3 separate regions of the Gossypium arboreum genome follow, and all the other regions are linked to region 1. The links are chromatin contacts, called in public Hi-C maps. All regions are on one chromosome and are shown on one strand. The core of a region is the stretch at or near the end of the contact, and the rest is flanking DNA. Distances in the headings are between cores, read along the strand shown. Region 1 holds the start of LOC108486547 (protein MAEA homolog). Region 2 holds the start of LOC108454513 (carbon catabolite repressor protein 4 homolog 1). Region 3 holds the start of LOC108460770 (54S ribosomal protein L17, mitochondrial-like).

Region 1 (3,656 bases), core at 311-2,810:
TCGCATTCAAGGTATTTAATTTATATAAATTTGATACCTTAATAATATATATATAGGTTTGGAGACATGGTATATGTTGTGTTACTGTTATTTCTTCATGTCAGGTCTAACATTGTCATGTCTATATGAAATGAAGCAAGCATGTAAAGTACCTGTATGTTGCTGCTTTCTGCCAGCTTCATTGCAGAGTCATAGTATGACATACGCGACATATAGTCCACAAGGATCCGCTTCAATCGCACATTATTCCATTCAGAAAGGTTCTCAGCATCAGCTGAATCTAAGTGATCAAGACGAGCACGACACCTATGAGCTTGCAAGTTCTCTGCATGACTCCCCTCTTCCAACTGGATGATAAAGAACATATAGACTTTAGTAGATCACTATGCATTAACGACTTAAGAAGGGCTACTCAGTACTTTGGATAATAAATTACTAAAACACAAAATACAATCCAGTTGCTCAGATAAGAAGAAAAATAAATCTACCGTGACTACTAAATACAGCGACCAACTAATCTGCAAAGGTTATACTTGTTAAATTGAATAAAAATTATTGAATTACGTAAAATGCCGATTGATAAACAGATATATGTATGCGCGCGTATGTAAAGCAAAAAAGTGAACAATATTGGCAGGGGTTTCTACAGACCATTACTTAATTTAGGTTAGACAGTTTTGCAATTAAACATAATTTATCCCCTAATCCAGTAAGATAAGATTCAAAACTCTTCAACTTATTCGATATTTCAACTTTCCATACAAATTGACGAGTTTTAGATTTATTCTTGCTTTAATTCTACAAATTCATATTATCAAATTTAAGTGAAATTGTCAAAATTTCAACTTTCATACAAGTCCAGCTCTTTTACATCGAATTAATTATTCTCTTCATTTTCATAAAAATTCATTAATTTTAGATCATATAAAAACATAGCCATTTTTCACTCAAAATATCCAAAACTACTTTCTGCCTTTTAGACCTCCAAAAGTTAAAAGGAACATAATTTTGCTAATTCCAATACAGATCACATTAAATTAACTTAAAAAGAAAGAAAGAAAAAATCTCTTCTTTTACCTTGCGCTTGATGCCTTGCAAACGGGAAACAAGGGAAGTGAGACTCAAAATGGCATCGTCTTTGGATATTTCGTCGGAGTCAGCCACGTCAGTGACGCTTGAAATAACGGCAGAGACTTCTTTCTCGACTGTTCGGTGATTGGTTCGGATTGTTTTCTTGAAATGTTCAAAAGGAACACGCAAGAATTGGTGCTCTAATTTTAACGATTCCGTCAGATGGCTCAATTTCGAGGACGGCGCCGTGTTCGATGCGACGGTAATTGCGGTTGTCGTTGCTGCGGTTTCGGGGCTTGTTGCGGCATTCGAACCGCTACCGTTTGGAAGTGGATCGATTTCCATTCGAAGGGGAAAGAAACCGGTTTGAGTTCAAGGAAGAGTGGAGACGAGAAGAAAGGAATGATTAGTAGCTTTCTTACGGTGATGTGGTGAAACGACAGCGTCTTTTACGATAGAGCAACTGGATCTGATTGTGGACCGAGCTTTGCCAAAAATTTTCTATGGGATAATTACAAATTAGCGGTTAACATTTACAATTTTTGTAAATTTAATTTTCATTTTTTTATTGAGTTAAATTTATCAAAATATTAACTAAACCATTAATTTTTAAGTATACGATGTTGACACATTGTTATTTCTCTTATATGTCATATTAACAAATAATATAAAAATATTTAAAAATAAAAATTTAAAATTTAAGAAAATTGTATGAAGTATACGCGGATTGCATTATAGGCTACCATGTTTAAAATTTTAATATTTTGGTTAGCATTTCTCCTAAAAAAACAACAATTTAGCTCTTTCGAAAAGATTGATAGCTTTTTAAAAAAATTGATAGTTAAATTCAACCATTTTTAAAAATATTGAAGGTTAAATTTAGCTTAAAAAAAACAAGGGCCAAATAGATAAAATTTATAAACATTAAGAGCTCATTTTGTCATTGTGCCTTTTTTCTACTAGTCTAATTACAAATTGAGGAAGTTATTAATCAACAAAGTTTGAATCTTAGTCATCGAGTGCCAACAAGAAGCCTTAATCCCTTCAACCAATGGTAAGTTTGGTTCCCTTCAACAAAATATTACGTTTCGTAATAAGATGACAAAAATGCAAGGTTACGAGTGGAATGTAAAATTAATTTACTTCGATTCATTTAGCTAGAATATAAGATTTAAATGTTTGGTTGATAAAATGTAATATTGTTATTATTATATAATTTTGTCTTTTACAATTTCATTTCTTTAACATTTTTAGTCTCAAAATTTTCATAGAAGTATAATAATTTAATAAATTCATTGTTATTGCACCTTAACTTTATCATATGAATTTAATTAAAAACTATTGAACTTTAAAATTATGACAAAATCACGCTTCAGCGTACATGTATTCAACAGAGAAAATTATAAAGATATATAACATGTGCAGTGTATTGCTGGTATAACAAGTCTACTTGTAATATTTATATAAAAAATACAATGAAACACCTTACAGAGTATCCTAATGATCGAATCCATAAGAGATCGATAAAAAAATTGAATTCACGGCAATAAGAATGCAAGCTAGAAAGTCTAAATAGTTAGTACTAAACAGCCTATAGTACAACAAAAAATAAATAGAATGTTTGAGGCTAAACTAATATCTAAGGACCTAATTGTAAAGATATCCAAATTTGTAAAAGAGATAATCAAGACAAAATGGTAGCTGGTTAATTTCCATGTTCATAATTAACTCTTAGATTAGGAAATTTAGTAGAATAATTTTCTAATCGAATTAGTTAATATCTCTCGATCTATAATTTACCCAATTTACATTTTAGTTCGATTTATCTCTTGATCTAACTTAAACTAAATAGGGACAATTGAATTCTTACACAATAAGATTTCCTCTCAATCTCCCTTATCAATATTTTCACCTAGAGTCGTTAATTTTAAGTTTTGGTTTTTATTCAGTTTAGTCTAATTATTCAATTTAGTCCATAAACCTTAAGATAATTATTCAACATTTCAATTAACCAACTACCTAAGAAAATTAGTTCATGATTATCTTAATAAACCAAAACCCTATCATTTTCATGTTCATTTAAGCAATTAAATAAAACGAAAATTAAGAAGGTTTAGAAATTTCTTGAATTTGGATTTGATGAAGCTCTGATTTGATGATTTTGATGGAGTGAGAACATAAGATTCCTCGTTTTGATTGTTTGATTGCAAACTTTGAATAAGGAAATCACTAAAATCTATTAATATTTAAAGTGCAGAATCAATGGAACAAGAAGAGAAAATTGCAAAAGAAATTTAAGGAAAATTGCAGCAACCTAAAACTTCAAATTAACCTAAAAACTAAAACTAAAGAGATCCCTTAAAAGTTATTATTGTAACAACCCATTTTTGGGTCAAATCAGAATATTGGTTTCAGGACCATAAATTTGAAGTAGAAATATTTGTTTTACTATTTCTTTAAGGTTTACAGCATGATAGAATAATTGTATGAAAATTTCGTTAAGAAATTTTATCGATTGAGTACTCAATTTGACTAGAAGGACTAAATTGCAATAGGTGCAAAATTTGAGTTCTATAGGCTAAAGG
Region 2 (3,656 bases), core at 520-3,019, 970 kb before region 1:
AATTTTATTTGCCGGTCACGTTATTATTATTGGGATTTTTTATGTATATATTTTTTATATTTTTTGAAACCTTTTATTTTGTAATTATTGAATGAAATAAGTCTCAAAATTATATATGAACTTTGATTTAATGTGTAATCATATAGGTGAATTTTAATTTGCGGGTCATGTAATTATACACGTAAAACTCTAATTGTGGTTCAAATGTATACTTGAAACTTTAATTTTGATTTAATTATACATATTTAAAAAATAGATACATCAATTTATTTTTAAATTAGATAAATATAATTATTTATGCATGCAATATATAAACATAAAATGATGTTATATCAATAATCGTATTAATAATTTACAAGAATTGGATCAAATCAAAATTTTATGTATAAAATTGCACAAAATTAAAGTTCATGTATACAATTGTACATTAAACCATAGTTTATGTATATTTTGGGATTTATCCTTATTGAATAGATGGTTTAACTAGTTAAATTGGGTGAATTGAAAATTGATAATGCAGTTGATTTAATCACCAATCGAATTCTTTTAAAATTAGTTGAATTTAATTAAATTATTTTTGTTGATTGAGTCTTAACTCGGTTGGCATCGTCATTGTTGCCGGTACAAGAGAAAATGAGTTTAAGCATATTGAAGCGCACTTATATTCCTATTTAAGGGCAGTGATTAAAGATGGCAAAAAAAATTGAATTTGATAGGTTTCGGCCCAACCCGATCCATGAGGGTCGGATTTTTTTTTTGAGAAATAGGATTCAGACGGGTGAAACTATAAAAATAGTCTGTCAAGAGAGGTAAATCCGCTTTGCCTTGCCCTGGGATATTTTCAAAAAATTGCCCCTAATATATACATATATTAAATATTTTCTTTCAATAAAATACATATATAAAAAAATATATTAATATTTAAGTTTAAATTAAAAAATTATTCTTATATGCTTCTAAATAAAAATAAAATAATTAAATTAATTTCAGGTTGGATCGAGATGCAGTTAGGCATTTTATTAAATTTTGAGTTTGGGTTTAGGGTGAGTTTTTTCTTAAGACTTGGGATTGGGTCGGGGCAAATTGGTCAAACTTCAAGTTGGGGTCGAGATAATTCATCTTGCCTCACACCGTTGCCATCACTTATTGGGGTAGGGTTACGGTAGAGGTATCCATGGGTTAGGTCGAGACCCGATTCCAAAAAACTTTTCAAGTCCAGACTCGTTTCCGCCAAGCTTGGTCTACTCAAAAGTCCATTTTACCATTTAAAAAATAATAAAATGATAAAAATTATATTTTAATTGATATTTTATATATTTTTATAATTAAATTTAAATTTAAAAATATTTTTCATTGTTGAAATTGAAATCAGGGCAAGTGGACCCAAGGTGTGAAAATATTTATTTAAACTTAATCCTAGTCGAGTGAGATTTATAGGACCTTTGGACAAGTCTAGACTAATGAGTAGTTTTTGAATTAAATTTTTTATTTAAATTTAAATTAATTTGAAAATTGAATACCAAAAGTACACCACACAAAAACTTAAACCGATTATCCTACCATATAAATTAATTAAATCGATTGGATTTACTTAGCACAATCAATTTATGGACTTTTTCACCTAAACTTTCCTTTAGATGAATAGACATCTGTTGCCTTAATTTTAATTTTTTTAAGAATAAATATTAAAGTTAAAATTACGTCAATTTTATATGGATATATCGCTGGAAAGATTACAAATGTATTAATTTTATCCTTGAAAAAATTATTTCTCTCTATAAATAATATACAGATATTTTAAATAAAGACTTTCCTTTTTCACGTCCTCTGTAAAACCCTAACTATCATTCGTTCTCCTCATTTCCCCCCTTTCTTTCTCTATATCTCTTCTTCGATTCATTCCTTCAATCATTCTCTATTTCAAAACCCTAAATACCGTTACAAGATCTGTTCTTGGTTCTTGCATGTTTATATTTGGGATTAATCAACAAGTCTTCTAGGGTTTGTTTAATCGGAAAAAAAGAAAGAAAAAAAAAAGGAGGACGATTGTCAAGGCTGGCGGGTTTTCGGGTCAAGTAAATGGCGGATACGCCTGGATTCCGCCTCGATGAGATTGCGCATCATTTCGAGGTCATTTCTTGCTCTGCTGCTCTTGCTAGTGTAGGATTGGATTTGATAGGTTTACCAAGTGGTGACCGTTGCGAACTGTGACCGACCAAGGAAGCCCGAGAAGTTAAAGCATGCTGAGCGTGCTACGTGTGCACCTCCCTTCTGATATACCAATTGTTGGCTGCGAGCTCACGCCTTACGTGCTCTTACGCCGACCTGACAAGACCGTTACAACCGATGATGTGCCTGAGTCGGCCCCTCTTGATGGCCACTTCTTGAGGTATAAGTGGTAAGTGTTTTTAAATCCGTTGAAGAATCTATCTTTTAGGTTTTTTATTGGTTGGTTGCGGGGGTTATGCCAATGGCTAGGCTAATTTCATTTAACTTTTCAAGTGGTATGAAATTTTTTATGTCTAATTAACAATTAAACTCTTTATTATTTATTTATTTATTTATTTATTTATTTATTTCTTGGTTTATGTATTTTGGTTAGTTGTCATGTTGGCCAATTGGATTTTGAGCTAGTTCTTTTGGGTGTGTTATTATTTGATTGCTTTTTACTAAATGTGTGAACTGCTTTTTGTAGGTGGCAAGTGTTTGCATTATAAGACAATTTCTTAGATTCTATGTTTCATTCCTTTTTCTTTTTTTACTTTTTGGTGTTTTGGTCTTTGTGTAGTTCTCATTTTGATCAATGGGGGTTTGAGTTTGGTTTTTGGGTTTGATATATATGACTGTTTTTAGTAAATACAGTATATGTGACATTGTCGAGTTTTTCCGTAAGGGATGCGTGGAATTGAGGTCTATAAGTTGAGTTTTTCTACCTGTGCATTTGGAGATAGTGTGGTTGCTTTTTACTGGATTGCAATCTGTTTTTGTTACTCCGTGTTCTGGATTATCTTGTTTGTTTAGTGATGTGTTTATTTTTTAAATTCTTGAAGTATCAAGAAGTAGTTTCTTGAGTCTGATTCTGGCATTGAGTTTCATGCCATTTTGTTTGGTTTTACTTGGATTTAGTTTTCGCTGCTTGAGTCAAGATTGTTGCAATTGAGCTCTTTGTCTCTTTATGCGTCATAGACAAAACTAGGTTCAATGAGCTAGAATCTTCCATAGAAGGCAATAATTTGTTTCCTTTGTTTTCATTCTTGTGGCCACCTGGCACCACTACTCCTATGAAAGCTCGTAAGAACGTTTCAACATAGACTGAGAGTAACTACACTTAATATTTGATCATAGGAAGAAAGAGTTACCAGAAAGGTACTCCTAAGGCATTTAATGTGCTACTGGTAATTATCAAGCTTCTGCTATTTAAAGTAACTTGGGGTTGAACAAGTAAGTCTAGTTTTATTTCAAGAATTACCAGAAACTCCTGAAAAGGTAATAGAAACTTGAAATTTATAATGGTTGCCTTATGTTTCATCACAAAAGATCCTAGAACTTTAAACATTGGTTATGGTTTCGGTTTCGGTTTCAGTTACATGTAGTAATATAATAAAGATGTTTAGTAAAATATGAAGTTGAGTTTATTGATTGTTCAGTCCTTGTAT
Region 3 (3,656 bases), core at 308-2,807, 740 kb before region 1:
ACTACATTATAGCAATAGATCTTACTTAGATTGAAGAAAGCTTTATCAAACTACATAGTACAGACCATATATCTTAAATATTCAACATCAAGCAAGGAAATTACAAATTAGGCAAGGAGAACCCAATAATCTATGGAGATAGAAATATTCTAAAGCAGCAGATCAGGGTTCATTAACAATCTGACTTATCAAAGTTATCGTGCATAGAGACTTTTAATGATACTTGATCATGCACAAGCACATGCATGTAAATAAAAAAGGAATAAAACAATCTATGGTTTATTGAGATTACTGAAATCAAAGTTCATAAATGGTCAATCTTTATTTCAAATGATACTTGGTCAAGCACAAGCACAAGCACAAGCACATGCATGCAAATAAAAACGGAATAAAAAAGGAACTCACTCTTGATGTTTACTTGTATAGAGACATATCAAAATTTGCAAAAGTATTGACAGATTAAACCATCTCGAGAAAAATCTTGAATATTCAAGCTTTTAATTGTGTATTTTTAGCATTTTCGCATCCCACCTGAGTATAGGGAAAACCAGTTTACTGAGTTTCTATTGACAAAATCTATGTTTCAGAAACTAAAATAATGTACCATGCAAAGATGTATGCCTTGGTATTATTAGCCTTTTTGCTCAGAAAATTAATAATTTTTTTAATTCATGGAAATATCTACAAGTTAGAAAGAACAAATTAACTAAAGACAGAGTAAAAAAGAACAAATCAAGCCCTTCGGCCCCTGCCTGCATATTTCAATTTAATATTGAATTCGATTCCACTCGAAAAATTCGAAAAAAAATCGAATTTCAAATTATTTGAATTGAGTTAATAGAATCAACTCGATTTTTAATCCGAAACAGTCATATAAAAGCTAAATCATGCAATTTATCTTTAAGTACACATTTTAAATCGTTCAAGTTTTTTACTGGTTTAATAATATATTAGATCATATCCAATTAAGCAGGCACTTACCGAAGAAAGTTGGTGATCCGATCAAGAGAGTAAAATGATCAGCTTCTAGTTTTGTTCGTTGAGTAATATCGTCGAGCACTTGGTGACCTGAAAAAAACGAACTGGAGAAAAAGAACTTAACAGAAAGGGCCTTGAATCCAAAATCAAATCGAATCGAAGGTTTTGAAAAAGGAGAAATAGAGGGGCGACTTAAAAGGGTTGACAGTTGGAGACAACCCTTGACGACGATTTGATGGCGATGAAAGCTCACGGCGGCTAGGGTTTCAAAACAAAAGAGAAGGCTCCTTCTCTTGGTTAGCTTTGCAGAAGGCTCAGTTTGACAGAGAAGTGAAAGATTTTGTTCATTTTTATTTACTTCACATTATATTTTACCTCGTTATGATAATATAAATAACTAAAATATAATCTGAATTAAACAAAAATAATTATTTTTAAATTTACCCTTTAATTTATCTTCATTTAAGTGAATAAAACGATAGAAAGGGAAAAGACCAAGATTTTAGAAGGTTCAGGAGCGGCCCAAATCTTGTAGTTTCTAATCAACGCGTTTCCAGTATGTGGGTATTATTTTCTTACTTTAACTTCATTGCCTTCATTTTTCTTTTTGGTAGATAAAAATTGAAAACAATTACAATATTATTCCAGTGTAAATATAAATAAACCGATCATCTAGCTGTAAATATTCCATGATCGCTTTTGGAGTTCCTAAACATTATCGGATCATAAAGGAAAATTTTTATCATTCCAGCCAACATATGTATAGTTATATTAACTTCCCTTGGAAATTGCTTTATTAATTTGTTTTTGTTAATGTTCTTGCCATTAATATTATCACCATTAGTGTCTATCATTATTATTATTATTATTATTATTATTATTTTGTGATCGGTAACTGTCCAACTTAATTTAAAAAATAAGCTTAAAATTTTATTTAAATCTAGCCTAAATTAAAATGCTAAATTGAATCGACTTGACATGTTCATATTAAATTTTTAAATTATTTTATATAAAAATTTAAAATATATAATATATCAATAAATTATAGTTTAAAAACATGTCAAATTCGAGATAACATAATATGGTAATCAACACATCACTATAATTTCTTCTAGATGTTATCGACATGTACCCAATGATCACATCAGTCTACTACATTAATTCATCTAAAAAGTGTTAAAACTTAGGTCATCGGGCTGGATCAAGTTTGGGCTAGATCCATACAATGTATTTAGATCAATTTTTTAATTCAAGTCTAATCGGTCTAGAAAATGGGCTTACATTTTTGTCCAAATCCGATTTGATTTAAAAAATGTAAACTCGAACCGATCCGGCTTGCTCATATTTGATTATTTTAGATTAGTTTTTATTTAAAAATATTTTTTAAAATATATATAATATACTAAATGCACTAAAAATGCTAAAATAAATGTTTTGTAACTCATTAAAAAATATTTATATTTTAAAAATATTAACATAAATATAATAAATGTTTTATTGTATTAAAATTAGGATTAACAATACTCATCATGTATCTAAATCTCAGTTCTTGAACTGTTCTAAATGAATGCTTGCCACACACAAGAAAAGTAGAAATAACTTGATGACACTCATCAGCATCAGCATCAAACTTATAGGTTTTTATAGATGAACCACCTCCTAAAGATGGTTGAGTGGCTATGGTGTATTGAATGAATGATGTCCTTATTAATTTTTTTCAAACAACTATTTAGATGACGTCTTAAATGAGAGGTTTCGCTAAAAAATTTAGAAAAAAAAATGATGTTGGAAAAATTGCATTTTATGGGAACTTTGAGGCATATTCTTAATAGGTAAAGGTGGAGAGTTGAATCATAAAATTATGGTTTCATATTTTACTCCATGAGACCTTTACAACGATACATCATATGCTCAAAATGGTTGAGTGGTGAATGAGAAATTGATGTTCAAAGTAAGCTATTTGGAAATATTTGTTGAAGAAAAGTAAAGGCTTGATCTCACATTAGTTAAATATCAAGTATGAGATGTGTTTATATATGGGAACCCTCTTAAAGGATGATTGAATGATTAAGCTTATAACCTTGCCTCGCACGTAAGGGGGTTGCAAGTCCAAACCAGTGGGGGTTGGAGTGCACCCACATGACGTGGGCGACTCGAAATGTTCGAACTAGCCTAAAGTGGGCCTACGAATATTTAGCCCAACACAAAATTATTTTTCTTAAGGACATTTATCTTATTTTTTTAATTCCAATCAATTTTATTTAATTTTTTAATCAAATTGATTTATTGGCTCCTTAATGGCAGATTTTGTGGAAATTTCCAAAATTCCAACATTCTCAATGCCTATAAAAGGCTAAGAATTCTGTAGAATTTTACACACTCTCAAATTCTCTTACACCGAAATTTTTTTCTCTAAAAAACTCTTCTTTTCTTCTTCGTATTTTTCAAACGTTTCGATGATAGAAAAAGACATCATTTGTTCGTTGATCGCTGCAAAGGTGCTGCTGCTTTGATCATTGTATTGTTGTATCCTGGGAGACATTCGACCAACGTTTCTCCAAGTACCGTGGGAGCGATCGAATCTGTCTTAAGAAAATTGTGTTTCATAAGTTTCAACGTTTAGTAATATATCTATTCTTCATTTTTATTTTTATTTTTGTTACAGTTTTGATTGATTT

The links. A called contact is a pair of places that touch in the nucleus more often than the background predicts.
Region 2: a contact with region 1 is called in a Hi-C map of leaf, with 2.8 times the contacts expected there. The contact joins the promoter of LOC108454513 here to the promoter of LOC108486547 in region 1. A contact is called at or near these places in 2 of 5 Hi-C or Micro-C datasets (both in leaf).
Region 3: a contact with region 1 is called in a Hi-C map of leaf, with 5 times the contacts expected there. The contact joins the promoter of LOC108460770 here to the promoter of LOC108486547 in region 1. A contact is called at or near these places in 3 of 5 Hi-C or Micro-C datasets (all in leaf).

Annotation. Positions count from the first base shown.
Region 1 is chr4:35,928,482-35,932,137 of ASM2569848v2, reverse strand. LOC108486547 (protein MAEA homolog) reads right to left here and starts at 1,560. Exons shown (of 7, transcript XM_017790662.2): 1 at 1,078-1,560; 2 at 153-347. The coding sequence starts at 1,416.
Region 2 is chr4:36,894,030-36,897,685 of ASM2569848v2, reverse strand. LOC108454513 (carbon catabolite repressor protein 4 homolog 1) reads left to right here and starts at 1,769. Exons shown (of 12, transcript XM_017753017.2): 1 at 1,769-2,398. The coding sequence starts at 2,241.
Region 3 is chr4:36,668,064-36,671,719 of ASM2569848v2, reverse strand. LOC108460770 (54S ribosomal protein L17, mitochondrial-like) reads right to left here and starts at 1,557. Exons shown (of 9, transcript XM_053027136.1): 1 at 982-1,557; 2 at 406-531.